Linked DNA regions of Macaca mulatta: region 1 is linked to region 2. The links are chromatin contacts, called in public Hi-C maps. All regions are on one chromosome and are shown on one strand. Each heading gives the region's core, a stretch centred on a gene start, on an enhancer-like site or on the middle of the called end of the contact. The rest is flanking DNA. Distances are from core to core; before and after follow the strand shown. Region 1 has its middle 520 kb from the start of SOX2. Region 2 overlaps LOC114676301.

Region 1 (3,096 bases), core at 205-2,704, 510 kb after region 2:
TAAGTAAGGACTAAGGTAGCAGGTAATAGATCTTGTAAGTACAGAAAATGGAGGGAGTTGTGGGAGTGAGTGTGGGGAGAAATCCAAAAAGCGTTTTGGAAAAGCAGTAACTTTGTACACACTTTTAATCATTGCTGAGAAAAGGGTAAAGAACTTTTGTTAGCCTTATATAAGTTCAACAACAAGAGAGTAAAGGTTAAGAATCCTACTTTCAGTTCTAGTGTGGAATTAGAAGTCCATTTGCCCATCAATACACAGGGGATTTGCACATGAGAATGAATGGGAGTTACATGATCAAATCCTTCAGAGATCTGTGAGAAAATAAACTCTAACAAGAATATTTGAACTATCTTTTATAACAGATGGATCATCATAATAGACATGCATATAGGAATTTTAATATTTCAAGAGTAATGTATAAGTACATGTCTGAATATATAGATGTGTATTTATACCTCTATAAAATATACGATATATTTGAAATCTGCATGTATCTATGTGATTATGCACTAATTCTAGTCAGTAAAACAGCTCATTAAGTGCTCCTAGTATTTTGTGTGTGTGTGTGTGCTGTTTTGAGGACATGATTACAGCATATAAGATTTAATTTAAACAATTGAGATAATACTATGGAAAAACTCAAATGCACTTCATATAAATTTTTCTTTTGCTTTCTTTTTTCTCCCTGTTTTTTTTTTTTTTTTGGTAGACTCAACCATAAACACACAAAAATATGTTCATTACAATTTTTCTCAGAGGAGCCTTTTCAACAATAGATAAAGCATCTCTATTTTTCTTTAAAAAGGCCAAAAGAAGCAAATTTTCCCTTTTCCCTTACAAGCAACATTGTGGATTTTCACATGCAGATTTTAGCATAAAACATCTTCTCACTGTGGGAAAAGTGGTGCATTCTAGTACAAATTAAGATAGATAATTCTTATACTAATATGCATATTATAATATTAAAACATATACGGAGGTGGATGGAAGGCTAGTGTTTATTAGACTATTTCAGTTCTTCATAATCTGTTTGCTTACTCCTATAGCAACTTGTTGATAATAGGAAGTCTTTTGTGAGAAACGGCATGAAAAACAATAAAAAGCATCAGATTTAATAAAGTATCTAAGGAAAGTCTTAAAATGACACCCACACTATGAAGGGAAAGCCAAATTTGCTTTTTCTGAGGGGAATTTGTGTTCGTCAGGAAGGGTTCCTGGAGGCTTTGTTTTGAGGCCTTGATGTGTGACCAGTGCGCTACGGGCCGCCCTTCACCCTTGCCCTTCTTCTACCACGGCTCTGCCCACCCATACTGACACCGCAGGGGGAAGGGTTTCAGAGCAGAAAGAATCAAAAGCTGAGGGACGGGGGAAAAAAAGTGCTTTTCAGGGTCTGATGTGTGGGAATCAAATGAGAGGCCTAGCTCAAATCCGGTCGCCAGGCAACCAAAGTGATATGCTGAGGGAATATCATTAAAGTTGGAAAGTAAGCAGTCTCTCTGAATTAGTAAACCAACCACAGGATCGACGATGCACCGAACTCTCTCAGTGCTGGAGTGCAATTTCTCCAAGGCGGACAAGCGGGGGGCTTTGCTAAGTGTAAGGGGGAAAGGAGAGGGAGAGGGAGTGAGAGAACGCAGCTGATTTGTAGAGTTTTTTCATAAAAAAAGACAATGGCTGTCCAGACATGGAGTTGGTGGTGAAATATGGTAACTGCCACGGCTGCAGCTGGCTCTCTGACACAAGATTAATAAGTTGCCGTTTCCTAGCCGACCAGAACCTAGTGGGAACTATCCAGCATTTTATCTTGAATTGTGGGTAACAGCCTTACTGCAAGCTGGCCTAGTTTACTGCTCTGTTTTTTCCACATCTCCCAAAGTGCAGCAAACATCTGTGACTCTAATGAGGTCATCATTGAGGGTGTCCAGCGAGCTGGGCCCTGAGAACTGACCTCACCTCTGCCTGAACATAAAGTACAAGTGCTGTGGGGAAGCAGGACAAATTAAATGGGGGAGCTGGCACTTGGCTGTGAGTTAAGCTCTTAAGAAACTTTTTGCTGTGATTAAAAAAGAGAGGGAGAGAGAGGGAGAAAGAGAGAGGGAGAGATTGAGGTTCAGAAATGACAGTACAACAAAGCAGTAGCAAGCCTACAGAATTACATTTAGGCCTCACTGATGAATATTATCACTGACATGAACAAGCAAAGCTTATCTAGGCCTTCCTTCTTGAAAGGCTGAATAAAATTGAATTGCCAACTTCTGCATTTTACCACATTTTGGTGGAAATGTCTCAGAGACCTACATGATTTAAAAGGAAACCTGGGTGAATTCAACCACAAAGTGTATATATATGTTTCTGACAGCAAAATTTCAAGCATTATAAACCATGTCATATCATTTATAAGTAATTTGATTACAGACACAGAAAACAAATCAAACTTCTCCAGATAGGTCTGTTTTTGCCCTGCAGTTATTCCAACAGAGGAATGGTTTTTATAAATAACATGACCAGGCAAACATGCAAACACAACCCAAAACTGCATTCAAACCAGTGAACTATAATAATTTTGTTTAGTCATCAGAGGAAAGAACATTGAAGACATGACTCTACCCACTGCTTTCTTAAAACAGTCCATTTCAATGGAGTGAGAAATGTAAGCTTTCAAAAGGAAGAAAAATGTTTTAAGTTTGGAAGAAAAAAAGCATATTTCTGAAAGTTTTCTCTATCATTTAATATATAAGTGTATCGGCCACATGTTGAATATGTATTGTTCATTTTAGCTACATCTGTTCTCAGTGAGAACAGTCATTCTTGATTCCTAAAAAAGAATGGCTATGTGGATAGAGTCCAGAAGGAGAAAAAAAGATGGAGGTCATCTTCAAAACTATCTAGAAACCTTCATTCATATGTATTAACTCACTATGTATGCAGATGTATTTTTCCCTGAGAGCAAATCCATGAAGCCCAGAATGACATGTCATGGTACTTTTACAAAGATTTGATTTTTAAAAAGTAGGCATATGACGAGATTAAATCTGGCAAGTTTTTATCTTATTATTCTCATATTATTATCAGGCTCACTGCAGCCTTGACCTCCCT
Region 2 (2,903 bases), core at 394-2,893:
GGAGTCCTTTGCAAATGAAGAGCCCCCACCATTTGGAATTCGGGTCAAGGAGAAAGACTCTGAGCCTGCAGCAGTTTTTGTTTTTGCGTGTGCCCGCCTCTCCATTTTATTCAACTTCTTCTGCCTGTCGGGAAGCAGAACAATCGCTCCCCACCCACCCCCCTCCGCCACGTTTCTAAGATAAACAGGAGGTGCAAAATGCTTTGCCTGCACACGCGCCCTCGTGGCCCAGTCTTCCTGCCACCCCCAGCGCACCGGGCCATGCAGCTGTCTCCCAACCAGACCTGGGAGAAGACATCCCCCCTTCTCTCTTCCCACCTGCATTTAAAAACCATCGCATTGACTGCTCTAGAGTCAGGTTCACAGTTTCGGCCCTCCATGCCACCTTCCAGTTTCTTCCCAGTCCACTCTCTCTCTTTCCCAGGACCTAAAAAGTGACGGGGAGAGAGTGAAGAATTGGAGAAAGCAGCAGATTTTCAAAACGTATCCCCCCGCCCCCACCCCCCACCCCCATCTTTTAAAGTAGTATGTTGCCACAAGGAGTGGATTTGGGAAACTTTCCCTAACAGGAGTTGGGCGCAGTGTTATTCTTCTCCATGGGTCTGCTGGCCTCCCCGCCCCCGCTGGACAATGCGTGCTTTGAGACTCGGTGGCCTGCAGGCAGCGGGAGACGAGGGGACTGGGCAGCCTTCCTCCAAGGGGCCCGCAGCTGGGAGAGCGCCAGGCAGGGAGCAGAGACAGGGAGACGAGCCACGCAGGAAGGAAAACCATGAAAGTGCCATTTTTTCCCTCAGCCTACACAGAGGCAGGCTTTGAGGACCTAGGGGCAGGGCAGTTGGGGCGGGGGTTGGGGGGCGGCGTTGAGAGGTTTTGCGTGTTCTTTTAGCCCCTTTCCCCCAACTGAAACATTTTATTTTGGCACATAATTATGCACCCTAGGTTCTCCAACCTCCTTGCCCTCAATCTTGGTAACCTGGTCTTTGGTTAATAATATCACAACTCGGGGCTTTAACGCTCAGACCCGCTCCAGGCCCCAGCCTCCGTATTCTCGGAGCCCTCCACCACTGATACCTCTCACGGAGTGCGGCGCCCCAGGAAAAGGCTCTTGGCCAGGGCCTCTGGGACATTACTTTCTAGTTTGTTTTGTTTGTTGTTTTTCTCCCAAAGAGACCACCACCACCCTCATCCTCTATCAGGCAGCATTTAAGAGAGGACCTCTGAGATCGGCAGAAGCCCTCAGACGGTTGCCATATTGGTGGAAGCGTTTGTCTGATGTTTTAAAACGTATACCAAACGGGGCGTCAGGGCCACGTGCTGTGCCTTCGAAAAGCCGCCGCGGGCCCTGCCTTTCAGAGCTGCGGAAGCAGGGGCTGGCTTGGAGGGGGCGCTGAAACCACCGGCAGGCGTCAGGGGCCAGCGCTGAGCTGCAAATCTGGCCGCAGCGCTGAGTGAAGCGAATTATCTGGAGCGTGTTTGATCTGGGACTGCGTAGTCAGCTTCTGCTTTATTTGTTTGTTTGTAATCTCATATTTAGCAAGCCGGGACGGTGGCAGCAAGGGAGAAAGGACGGGATGGAGGAGGGGGCTTCGCTGTAACCACACCCCTTCCTAATGAGTTAATTTCCATACTTGCGCCTCCCGCATCTAGCGCCCTCTTTTTTTTTTTTTTTCTTCCTGACGCCACTGTGCTGTTGCGTCTTGCGCAGCGCAGACACCTCCACTCTGGATTGAAACGAAAAAGCTCGCGGTAAGAGCAGAAAATTGGTCTATTGATACATTCGCTCCGAGTGTTGATCTTGGCATCACCGGTAGCCGGTTAATTCCCCCACCCCGCCCCCGCCAGTGGGTCGCACGCGGATTGCCGAGGGCTTGTGGGCACTCAGGCAGACGCAGACAGAAACCCACATCGACTCCCGCCTTTCCCCGCCTCCAGCTGTCAGAGACCCTCAAGTCCCTTTCTTTTTTACCCAACTCCGGATTATTTTCCCCCTCAAGGTGAGGGCAGTGAGAGCAGTGAGGGCACAGTCCGCACAAAAAGGGAGAAAAAAATCGCAAACGAACGAACCAAAAGTGAAAGTTTCAAACTAGATACCAGACCTGATGAAGAAATATGTAATCTCGAACTCGAGGGAAGGTGCTGACCCGAGTGCGTACTTAAGAGAGGGAAGGAGGGAAACTGAGGTGGTGAGATTATGTCCACAGTACGGGTCGGTTAAAAGTTGTAGTAAAGAAGTTTTGGGAGGGCCCTCACTAGAAACTCAAGGCGGGTTTCAGCTGATTTAACCTGGTTTCCTACACATTTTTGCGGTGATTCTGCTCTGGAAATTGGCGAAAGAGACAGACCTTTACAATTGCTCACCGCTCCCTGCCCCCACCATCCTGCTTACTTCGCGAAGCGCATTAGGATGTGGGCTCTGGCTTGGGCTCCAAAATAGCTTGCTTGTCAATTGCGAGCTGTAGCAATATCAAAGTGAACTGTCCCAAGTAACTCTTGTCTAGAAGCTGGGAAGAAGCTTAAGCAGCTCGCTTTAATGATGATTTGTAGCTCGGCGAGGGGCACGGACAGCAAACACCCCGCAGGTGTGTGCCGTAACACCATCATCCGGACTTGAATGTAGATTACTCTGGCGATCGTTTGATCGGCTCTTTGAAACCCTTTACAATTGCCTGTGACGAACGGCCAGTCTCAGTTTTTCTCTGAATAATCCCTGAGGGTAAGTCCTCCAGGCTTTTAAAGAGCTCTAGTATTTTTTTTTTTTTTTAAAGAATAAAAAGAAAAACGTTCGATTTTAGTTTAGACCTCGTCAACTTTTAGTCGCTAACAGGCATCACTCAAGCCAGTCAATACTTAATGACCGTTAGTTACCTTTACTGTCTTCCTAGAAACCATATACATATGTGTAT

What was found. Hi-C and Micro-C count contacts between places; a contact is called where the count stands out from the background.
Region 1: a contact with region 2 is called in a Hi-C map of fetal cortex germinal zone, with 4 times the contacts expected there. The contact joins two enhancer-like sites. A contact is called at or near these places in 2 of 14 Hi-C or Micro-C datasets (fetal cortex germinal zone and fetal cortical plate).

What each region holds. Positions count from the first base shown.
Region 1 is chr2:94,336,742-94,339,837 of T2T-MMU8v2.0, forward strand. No RefSeq gene overlaps it. Among named protein-coding and RNA genes, the nearest start is that of SOX2, 520 kb to the left of the region's middle. Within about 2 kb of position 1,455, at least 16 of the 40 cell types and tissues checked have an H3K27ac peak or open chromatin away from gene starts, as enhancers often do. A contact at or near this core is called in fetal cortex germinal zone, where this site is marked.
Region 2 is chr2:93,829,463-93,832,365 of T2T-MMU8v2.0, forward strand. The region is part of intron 7 of LOC114676301; the gene reads left to right. Among named protein-coding and RNA genes, the nearest start is that of SOX2, 14 kb to the left of the region's middle. Within about 2 kb of position 1,644, at least 8 of the 40 cell types and tissues checked have an H3K27ac peak or open chromatin away from gene starts, as enhancers often do. A contact at or near this core is called in fetal cortex germinal zone, where this site is marked.